Regions from separate parts of the Mus musculus genome. Here regions 2 and 3 are each linked to region 1. The links are chromatin contacts, called in public HiChIP or PLAC-seq maps. All regions are on one chromosome and are shown on one strand. The core of a region is the stretch at or near the end of the contact, and the rest is flanking DNA. Distances in the headings are between cores, read along the strand shown. Region 1 has its middle 6.1 kb from the start of Gm31603. Region 2 has its middle 32 kb from the start of Gm39286. Region 3 holds the start of Rbm34 (RNA binding motif protein 34).

Region 1 (2,958 bases), core at 107-2,606:
CATATACACAAACATACACACATACACACATACACACACACACACACACACACACACACACACACACACACACACACGAGCATATAAACACAAATGCATGTCCCCAGCTCTGAGCATGCATGAACTTTAAGGTCTCCCATCCAGCTTTCTGTGCACCTCCTTGCATGGTCAGGTTCCTCTGGCTGACCCCTCTAGCCTCCTAATTCCTCTCCCAGATCCACGGTTTTCCATCCTAATTTTTATGGTGTTTCCCAGGATTAATGGTTAACGTACTCATTTTTCCCCCAAGCTCTCCCTTATCAGCGACTGTTCCGAGTAAAGATTAACTATGCTTAACAGAAGCACATTAATTAATCATCTACAGACTTTGAGCAAATTATTCTTGGTCACCTCCTCCTAAAGGTCTCATCCATTTGCAGCTGACCTTCACCAACACCCGGGTCTAGAGACTCGGGGAAAAAGCCAACCTTAGGAGAACTGATGAGCCGAGGGAGGTCACGAAGTATTGACAGTGGGTGACGCTGCTGTTCTGTGCTTTTTAACTCAGCCACCGTTGTTCCAGGACCCTATAAAAGGACTGGGCTGTGCCTCTTTAAAAAAAAAAATGTTTTGCAAGCCAGGCCTAATCTACGGTACATTCTTTGTTGCTGGGAGACTCGGAGTGGCTGTACAAGCTGTTCTTTCTGGGAATCATAGTTCAAAGTGTCCCGACCCAAACACACATGTTGTCATTGTGCCTGTCCTTTGAGTGGGGCTGGGACATCCGACTTAGCAAACCTCTCCTGAGCAAGCAGGCCCAGCAGCCAGGATCCACAGCCAGCAGGGTGGCTCCAGGCTCCCACTGCAGGGAGGGGCCTCCTAAAATGAGGTGGAGGCTTCTGCCCAGGGAGCTGAAGGAGGAAGAGGAGGGGAGAGAGGAGGGGTGTTTCCATAAGGGTCTCTCCTGGCACGGGGCTGCAACAGTTGAGCCCAGGTTGTGCCCAGGTTGCAGATGGAGTGTGGCCAGCGCAGTCAAGTGTCCAGAGGAGCATTGTGGGAAAAGGCCTTCATCCACTCTGCACTGGAGTAGCTGCAGAGCCCCGTGAGGGGAAAGCCAGGCCTGGGTCCAAATTCCTGCTCTGTTTGGCTCGCTCTCCTTCCTCCTTGGAGAAGACCGGAGTGGAAGGGAGAGGTCGTTCAGAGGGGGACCAAGGCCTGGAGCCTGCCAGACTTATTAGGAAAGATGTTGTCGGGGTCTTGGCAAGCTTTCTCCATCGTCCCGCCCCAGCATGACTGGTTCCTGTCACCCTGGCTGACTCCAGCCAGCCCAAGTGCCTCGCTGCCCCACATTCAAACATTTCCACATTAGGCCACCACCGGCACGCCTCCCTGGCAGTGTGGGAGGCGCCTGCTGACCCGGGGTGGCCTCGCCTGCCCTGCCTCCCCTGCAGGTACAATTGCTCTTTTCTGGGTCAGCCTTGTGATCTGGTGTCCAGGCACTTGGCAGAATTTAGCAAATGTTCCTCAGGGCTCTGTTTCTTGGTTACACTATTCACACTGACACCCTTGGGACTGTGGGGGAAGGGGACCGCTGTCTCCATCTCCTGTCCTGCCCTGGTTAGAGAGCCGGGTTGCCCAATCTGCTCTCTCTTGGAGGAGGTGGGAGGCTTTACCTCCTTTGTGGATCTTTAGCCCCTTCCCTTCCCGTTGGCCTGACCTCTCTTTTGGACCCTGAGCTGGAGGAGAGGTTACTATTCATGACGTACAACCACATATGGGCTTGTGCAGCCAGACGTGGCAGCCTCGAGCCCACGTGACTCAGAGCAGTTGAATCACAGCCGCACCAAATGGAGCTGGACAACTGTGCCAGCCGCAGGGTGGATTTCGAAGAGTTCCTTTAGAAAAAAAAAAAAGTGAGCGGTCTCACCTGTTCAAGCAATAATATTCCAGAGGAAGTGTGTTCCAGTAAAATATGATCTAAAAATAAATTGCACCTGTGCGTTTTGACCTTTATAAACATGGCTACTAGAAAATGCCATCTATGTGATGGGTGTCATATTTCAGTCGGACAGCACTGCCTGACAACTGTCTCCACAGTAGTGTGGTTTCTTCCAGGCATGTGGCCTGCTGAGGGCTGGTTCTAACCCCACCCCACCCCATCCCCCAGGTCTCCCTGCTTGCTGGCAGCTATAGGCTTCTCTTCCCACTGGGCATGCTCCCTCCCTGCTTTCTCCGTGGCTTCTGGCTGCTCTTCAGAGCCCAGGGTTAGTGCCCCCATATAGGAAGCATCCTCATCCACACAACCACAAAAGGTTTTGTCCACTTGGCTGTCACCAGGATAGTCTGTTGTCGAGGGCAGTATCCAGAGTGGAGCATACAGGACTACATGTACGCTCACCACACATGGGTGAATGACCCACAGGCCAGAGCAAACCCAAATAGGACTAGAAGCTGGTCTTATTTATGTTTCCACTGTGGGAGGCAATAAATTATTAACCTGAGTCAGGATATTTTGGTTGCTGTAGGGAGCGCCTGCTTGGTACTACTTAAAAACAATCAGGGGTGGGATGGGGTGAGGTGGGGTGTTGAGATGGCTAGGGAGTAAAGCCATTTGCTGTCAAGGCCAATGAGCTGACTTTGGTCCCCAGAACTCCAAGGTCAAAGGATAGACTCACCTCCTACAAGCTGTTTTCTGACCTCCACACACATGGAGTGACAAGCATGCCCTGTATATAAATATGTGTAAGGCAAGAATTGGAAATATTTTTTTGGAAAAATTTCCTTTATAATAAGCAAATATTTTGGGGGGCTGGGGGCTGGGCAACAGCTCTCCATATAGTCCTTCTTCACATCGAACTTGCTCATTTTCCCGTCTCTGGCTCTTGAGCTAGTATTATAGGTGCACACCAGGAACTTTAGCATCCAGCCAGGAACGTTAAATCAAAACAAATTCCCCATAGCACAGATTCACTCTCTGGG
Region 2 (2,869 bases), core at 230-2,729, 200 kb after region 1:
CTTACCCTAGAGTGGCTCTGCCATGGGGCTGGAGTCCCCTCTTGTGAACCATCAAGAGGCTAATTGAGAGTGCGTGTGCATTGAAACTGAGATGTGATTGATGCTCCAGACACCACTAAGTCACTTGATCACTTCTAAGAAACCTCAGTCCTGCTGACTGCCATTTCCCATGGCTCTTCATTGAGGAGGTCCCCCTGGGGTCAGTCTCCTTCTCTAGGCTTCCCAAACCCTTAGCATGAATGAGTCTATCACAGTCCCCACTCGTGGCAACATAGTCTCTATCACTCTTTTTAGAAATATTTAATTTTAATTGTATGTGTGTGGGGGGGAGAGCAGAGGAGGAGGGGGGGGGAGAAGGATGAGAAGGAGGGGGAGGAAGAGGGGAGGAGTTTGTGCATCTGAGTGCAGTGGCCTTGGAGGCCAGAAAAGGCACCTGGTCCTCTAGAGATGGAGTTACAAGGAGTTTTGAGACTCCCCACATGGGTGCTTAGAACCAAACTCAGGTCCTCCGCAATAGCAATATGTGCTCCTAACTCCTGGGCATTGCTTCAGCCCGTTCTTCAGCCTGTTCTTCCTTTCTTGGCATAGGCTTTTAGATGGAAGTAATGCCCTTTGGCCCTTCACCTCTTCATCTACCCAGCAATACTTTGCATAGAATAAACAACAGATAAGTGCCCAGCAGGTGCTTGGAATGAGGGGAAGGGTCCTTACTCTCAGCTCAAGGGACCACCTGTCTCAAGAAGGTTGTGGATTAGTAGAGGGCACCTCCAGCTCTCAGTGTGACCCTGTCCCGCCTTTACAGTTGGTAATAGCAAGGCATTCATGGTCATGCTAATATTTACAGGCAATTATAGCATGCCAAGGTCTGCTGAAAGCAGCTGATGTGATTCATCCTACTCCTCGTGGGAAACTACGGGCTGTTCCGGCGACTGTCCACCCTCACCCTGCAGAGGAAGCTTTTCCAGGAAGGTGTGTAGACCTTTAAGAAACAATCTTTAATTTAACATATGTCTAGACAGGAAAAGTCAGGGTCCAGCTTCTGATTTTGTGACCCTCCTGCCTCAGTCTCCCAAGCCTCTGTGATTATAGACATGTAATCACCAGGCGTGATTCTGGGTGTCTTAATGTCTGAGTATTGCTAGGCTATGAGGTAGAGGTGCTATTCTATTGCACGGGACACCGGCTACTCCCCTCTGAGTCTAGAAGGGACACGTGCTGTTCCTTTCTATCCCTTAACCCAGTCCCGCATTACCAGGACTATCCATGTCTTCAAATGGTCACCAAACCACCGGAGCCTCGAGGACTGAAGCTGACTCTCTGCACAGACTCACTCTGAGCTGAAAGATGGAGGCTTTCCTGACTCAGAAGACACCCAGCCCAGTCACCCATGGCTGTTGGCTACAATGAGCACACGCCCGGCTTCCATCAGTGTGATGGAAAATTCTAGGGCTGTGTTGCTGCCCAACACAAGCAGCCCCGCCTGGCTATGAAGAGCCTAAGGAGTGACTCACCGGATATCTGACTTGCAGAGCCCACACACCAGGGTTCAAAGATACAGTGTGAAAGAATCTGACATACCTCATTAATAATCTCTACGCCGTAGGCCACGCCATAACTACATGGTCCAGTGTTTGTTTTGCCTTGGGTCCAACCCCCGACACTACGAAAACAAAAAGCAGTGATTTCTAATTGATTTCCTTGAGGTGGCCACTTTGGGGGTTTATAGGCTTACGAGAATTTTAGGAAACTAGTCAGTCTGGTCCCACCCCCACCCCCACCCCTTTTGGCTGTGGCTACTGGAGCACTTAAAATCATCTGAGTAGCTGGTGTGCTTCCATTGGACCATCTTTGGCAGAGCTGTGTGCATGAGTCAGCAGGAAAGGGCATTCTGTCAGGACTGGGGGTGGGGGTGGGGAGCTGTCCCTAGCCTGAGGGGATGCAATCACCCTTCCCCTCACTCAGATGACCACACTAGAACCCAGTGTGTGACCTGGGCTTTGGTTTCTGTTTCCCTACAGCACCTGCCCCTAGGGCATGTGTGCTCAGGGCTCTGATGGTGTAGCTCACATTTTTCTTTCTTTCTTTCTTTTTTCCTGGTCCACACAGCACCCAACACTGTCATGTCTTTTCTTTAAGCTATTCTGTCTGTGGTGACTTTCTTAAGCAAGGGTGCTTCCATGCCTCGGAAGAAGGCACGTGATAAAATCAAGACACAGACAAATGGCCTGCTCTCTAAGACTGTCCCCCAAAATTGTGTGCAAAACAAATGGCATGGACAGCCAAAGAGTTCACTCCACCTACACGACCCCGTCCCCCCCCCCCCTCCCCGGGGCCCAGCTGATGAGCTCTATTGTGGGAGAGCAGGCTTAGCACACAGGTTTCCAGAGGAAGGATCACTGTGTGTGGTAATCCCTGACCTGTTCAGGAATGGTAACAAGCTGCCGCCGCCTGACTTGTTTTCTCTCATCAGATGTAGAGGTGCTGCAGCATACACACACACACACACACACACACACACACACACCCTTTGATGTTGCCGCCTCACTCTTGCCTCCCCCTAGTCAGCCCTCTCCTTTCTCCTCTCTGCTTTTACACCGGTTTCCATAGCAACCACTTCTATTATATCCCTGACTGTGAAGAGAAAGCCTTCCGAGGGACCCTACGCCTTCTAGGAGCTGTTTGGAAGCGTTCTCCTTATCTCCCTGAGTGGATTTTCTTTGGCTTGTCTTCCTCACCCCAATTCCCTCCCTGCAGCTGCCCTCCATTGAGTGCTAGAAACACACACACACACACACACACACACACACACACACACACACACCAGGATAGTTTTCTGCAATGCCAGACTGCAGGGTAGGTGCTAAGAATC
Region 3 (3,228 bases), core at 209-2,708, 240 kb before region 1:
CTAGTGCAGGGGCCTCGGAAACCTCTCAAGGGTTAGAGTTGGCCCATTACTGAAAGGGAGGAATGAGAAGCCTAGGCTGACTCCGTGACAGACTTCAAATAGGAGTTTAGGAGACCAGGCCTAAAAACTGGGCAAGTCCAGACAAGTCAATTACTAACAGGAAAAAGCCCAGGCTCCAGCTTTCATGCCCAGGTAATGGAATGTCCCAGCCACCTGGCCTGAAGCAAGCACAATGGGTCAGCAGCAGTTTCCAGAGTTCCTCAGTAACAGTTCCCAGACCTCCCCAGCAAGTTTCCAGCCCCCACATCCCAGTAATGGAATGTCAGTATCCCTAGAGATAGACCCAACATATTAACATAGAGGTCACCTACCCCAGCATTCCCTAATGTGCTTTAAATCTGGCCTGCAAGCTCACTTGGGTGTCTCTCTATCTTGGTAACTGGGGAGATCCCAACATGCTGGACTTCCTGCAGGCAAAAGAGGCTACGACCGCATATCCCAGAATAGCCTCAAAATCATGGCCAAGCTCTACCTAGGCCCTAGAGAACAGGGATTACAAATATAAGCCACTATTAAAAAAAAATCTAAGTATGAATTTACTTAAAGAATGACGGGAGGTGGGGAGGGGGCTGGTGAGATGGCTCAGTGGATAAGAGCACTGACTGCTCTTCCTCAGAAGGTCTTGAGTTCAAATCCCAGGAACCACATGGTGGCTCACATCCATCCATAATGAGATCTGACACCCTCTTCTGGTGTGTCTGAAGACAGCTACAATGTACTTATGTATAATAATAAATAAATATAAAAATAAATGACAGGGCGGCTTTGAAGACGGAATAGTACAAGGATGTGACCAGTTAAACTGTGATCCCAAATACTTGTTTTCTGCCGACTTTGAAACGTCAAACTTCGGGAAAGGTGTACCCTTCCCCGACTGCTAAGACACATCCCTGTAGCCCCATTTCTCTTGGAAACCTCCTTCCTTAATGAGCTGTGGCCGACAGCCTTCCCTAAGCCTGGGGGGCGGGGGGGCTTGTTTTATTTGAGACGAGGTAGCTATGCTGGAGCCATGTGGTTTTAGCCGGTCCTGGAAATCGAGGTAATCCGGCTACTTCGAGCCCCAAATTCTGGGATTAAAGACCTAAGCCACTATGTCAGGTTTTAGCTGACCCTCGTACTAACACGAGGCCTCAGCTACTCGTGAGACTTGCTGCACTCCCTCAGCCTAGGTTTCCCTGAGACGCCTGCGGACTGCAAAACCATTAGTATTAAGCATAGCGCGGCTCCTGCGCAGCCACGGGCTGAATGGGGAGAGGGGGTGTGGTCCTGAGCGGAAGAGCTCAGCCTTAGAACGGAAGTAGTCGGAACCCGGAGGCTGCCGGAACCCGGAACCAGAGGGAACGCATGACTAGTCGGATCCCAGAAGCGCGGACCTAGGACTTCCATCCCGGAAGCTCAGTTTTCAGCATGGCTCTGGGAGGGGAGGAACGCAAGAGAAGGAAGGGCTCGGAGCGGAGGTGAGTGGCGGCGGGCGTTGGTGTGGATGGGTTGGCGGTGAGTGGCGCGGCGTGGCTGAAGAGTGCTCTTGTGTTTGCAGACAGAGCTCTGGAGACGGCGTGAGCTGTGCGGCCAGCGACTACCTGGTGGGACAGGTCGCCGACAGCTTGCGGGGCGGCCCGCGGCCTCCTGGAGGCGGGACGGGGCGGCTGGCCGCTCTCTTCAGCACCGCGGAGCCATCGGCTCCTCCTGTATTTGTGCCTGTGCCCCAGGTGAGTCGCCGGGCTGCACCCTGAGTATCCCGGTAGAGAGAGATGTAGAGGGTCACTCTCCTGACAGCAGTGACTGTCTGGTCCTTTGAGCAGGGCTAGCGCTTCACCCTCAGCCTATTTGATTGGCAGGGTCACCTGTAGACCGTGTAAGCCTCAAATTTCAGTTATGTATCCGAGGATGAACTAAACTCCTGATCCTTCTCCAGCCTTGAGTTCTGAGATTACAGAGTCGCTCCCACCATGTCCGACTTGACTTTTTTATTTTGAGACAGGATCACACTAGTTGCGCACGCTTAGAATACACGGTAACCCAGATTCTATATTCCTGCCTCACCTTTCCACTGAATGGCTGGTGCTGCAAGAATATTCTGCTTCTCTCCGTAACCCGTGAAGAAGTATCCATGTAGAAAGGCACATCGGAGTACTGCTCAGGGACTTGGAGACGGAGGGACTTTGCTATGTAGCTCTGGCTGGCCTGGCACAGTTCCTCCTGCCTCTATTCCTGAATACTGGAATTACAGATATAAGCCACAACACACAGCTTTAGGGTCAGGATTTTTTTTTTTTTTAAAGTTTGAGGTTTTAAATATGACTTCAAACTTTTGAAAGGAAACATCTAAAAAAAGAAAACTTGATGATGATGATGATGATGAAGAAGAGAGTGTGTCCCAAACTAAAAAGCCAGTTTTGCAAGAGCCTTCGAGAAAAGTGAAAGTGAAGAAACTCTCTGATGCAGACAAAAGACTGGCAAACAGGTTGGTAGAAATCTCCTTTTTGCTATATTAAATACCTCAGGCAGTTTTTTTTTTTTTTTTTTTAATGTTCATCTTAATTTTTTTCACTGCATATTCTGAAATTTAAAAAATACATTATACAAAGTCTCATACAGGGTTAAAAGATACAAGAAAGCCATTTATCCTAAGCGAACAGATACTGGTAGATCAGCTTTTTAGGTCTTTGTGTCCATCACTGCTTCTTGATTCTGAGCCAGCCTTGTTAGGACTTTAACCCCTTCTCTGTTTTCTGAGTTGGGATTTCTGAGTTAGTGTGTCTGTCAAATGTGAATTTGGTTTTCATAGGAACCAAATTTCCCTTACTAACTTAAAATTCCTTTTACATAATATTTGAGTTAGTATCCAAACAGATACACTACTTTTCTATTGAGTGTTCCTCATTCTTTCTTGGAGACTTCTTGCATCCCAGGTGGACCTTAAACTCACTCTGCAACCTAAGCTGTACTTCAGCTTCCACAAACCCTTGGCTCTCAATTCCTTCTCGCTGCTTCAAGCCTATTTTCTTTTCCCATTTTTACACTCTCCTCTTTCAGTAAAACCTTCAGTAGTTATTACGTTTGTTGTCTGCATGTGTGTCAGTGCATTCCTGTCAAGGTGGCCTGTGGAAGGACCAGCTCCTAGGAGTCCATTCGCTGTCTGGCTGCAGGACAGGTGCCTTTGCCTGC

Evidence for each region. HiChIP or PLAC-seq counts read pairs in DNA pulled down with a chosen protein or histone mark.
Region 2: a contact with region 1 is called in a FOXA1 HiChIP or PLAC-seq map of pancreatic cancer cells. The contact joins two enhancer-like sites. A contact is called at or near these places in 8 of 484 Hi-C or Micro-C datasets (the AML12 cell line, the HL-1 cell line, the N1E-115 cell line and 5 more) and 7 of 115 datasets of contacts at active chromatin or transcription factors (astrocytes, bone marrow-derived macrophages, differentiating embryonic stem cells and 4 more).
Region 3: a contact with region 1 is called in a FOXA1 HiChIP or PLAC-seq map of pancreatic cancer cells. The contact joins the promoter of Rbm34 here to the enhancer-like site in region 1. A contact is called at or near these places in 1 of 39 promoter capture datasets (hippocampal neurons), 2 of 484 Hi-C or Micro-C datasets (cardiomyocytes and uterus) and 3 of 115 datasets of contacts at active chromatin or transcription factors (embryonic stem cells, intestinal villus epithelium and pancreatic cancer cells).

Annotation. Positions count from the first base shown.
Region 1 is chr8:126,734,414-126,737,371 of GRCm38.p6, reverse strand. No RefSeq gene overlaps it. Among named protein-coding and RNA genes, the nearest start is that of Gm31603, 6.1 kb to the right of the region's middle. Within about 2 kb of position 1,356, at least 257 of the 459 cell types and tissues checked have an H3K27ac peak or open chromatin away from gene starts, as enhancers often do. A contact at or near this core is called in the AML12 cell line, the HL-1 cell line, the N1E-115 cell line and 8 more, where this site is marked.
Region 2 is chr8:126,538,526-126,541,394 of GRCm38.p6, reverse strand. No RefSeq gene overlaps it. Among named protein-coding and RNA genes, the nearest start is that of Gm39286, 32 kb to the left of the region's middle. Within about 2 kb of position 1,479, at least 216 of the 459 cell types and tissues checked have an H3K27ac peak or open chromatin away from gene starts, as enhancers often do. A contact at or near this core is called in the AML12 cell line, the HL-1 cell line, the N1E-115 cell line and 6 more, where this site is marked.
Region 3 is chr8:126,969,279-126,972,506 of GRCm38.p6, reverse strand. Rbm34 (RNA binding motif protein 34) reads left to right here and starts at 1,458. Exons shown (of 11, transcript NM_172762.3): 1 at 1,458-1,517; 2 at 1,598-1,769; 3 at 2,379-2,524. The coding sequence starts at 1,468.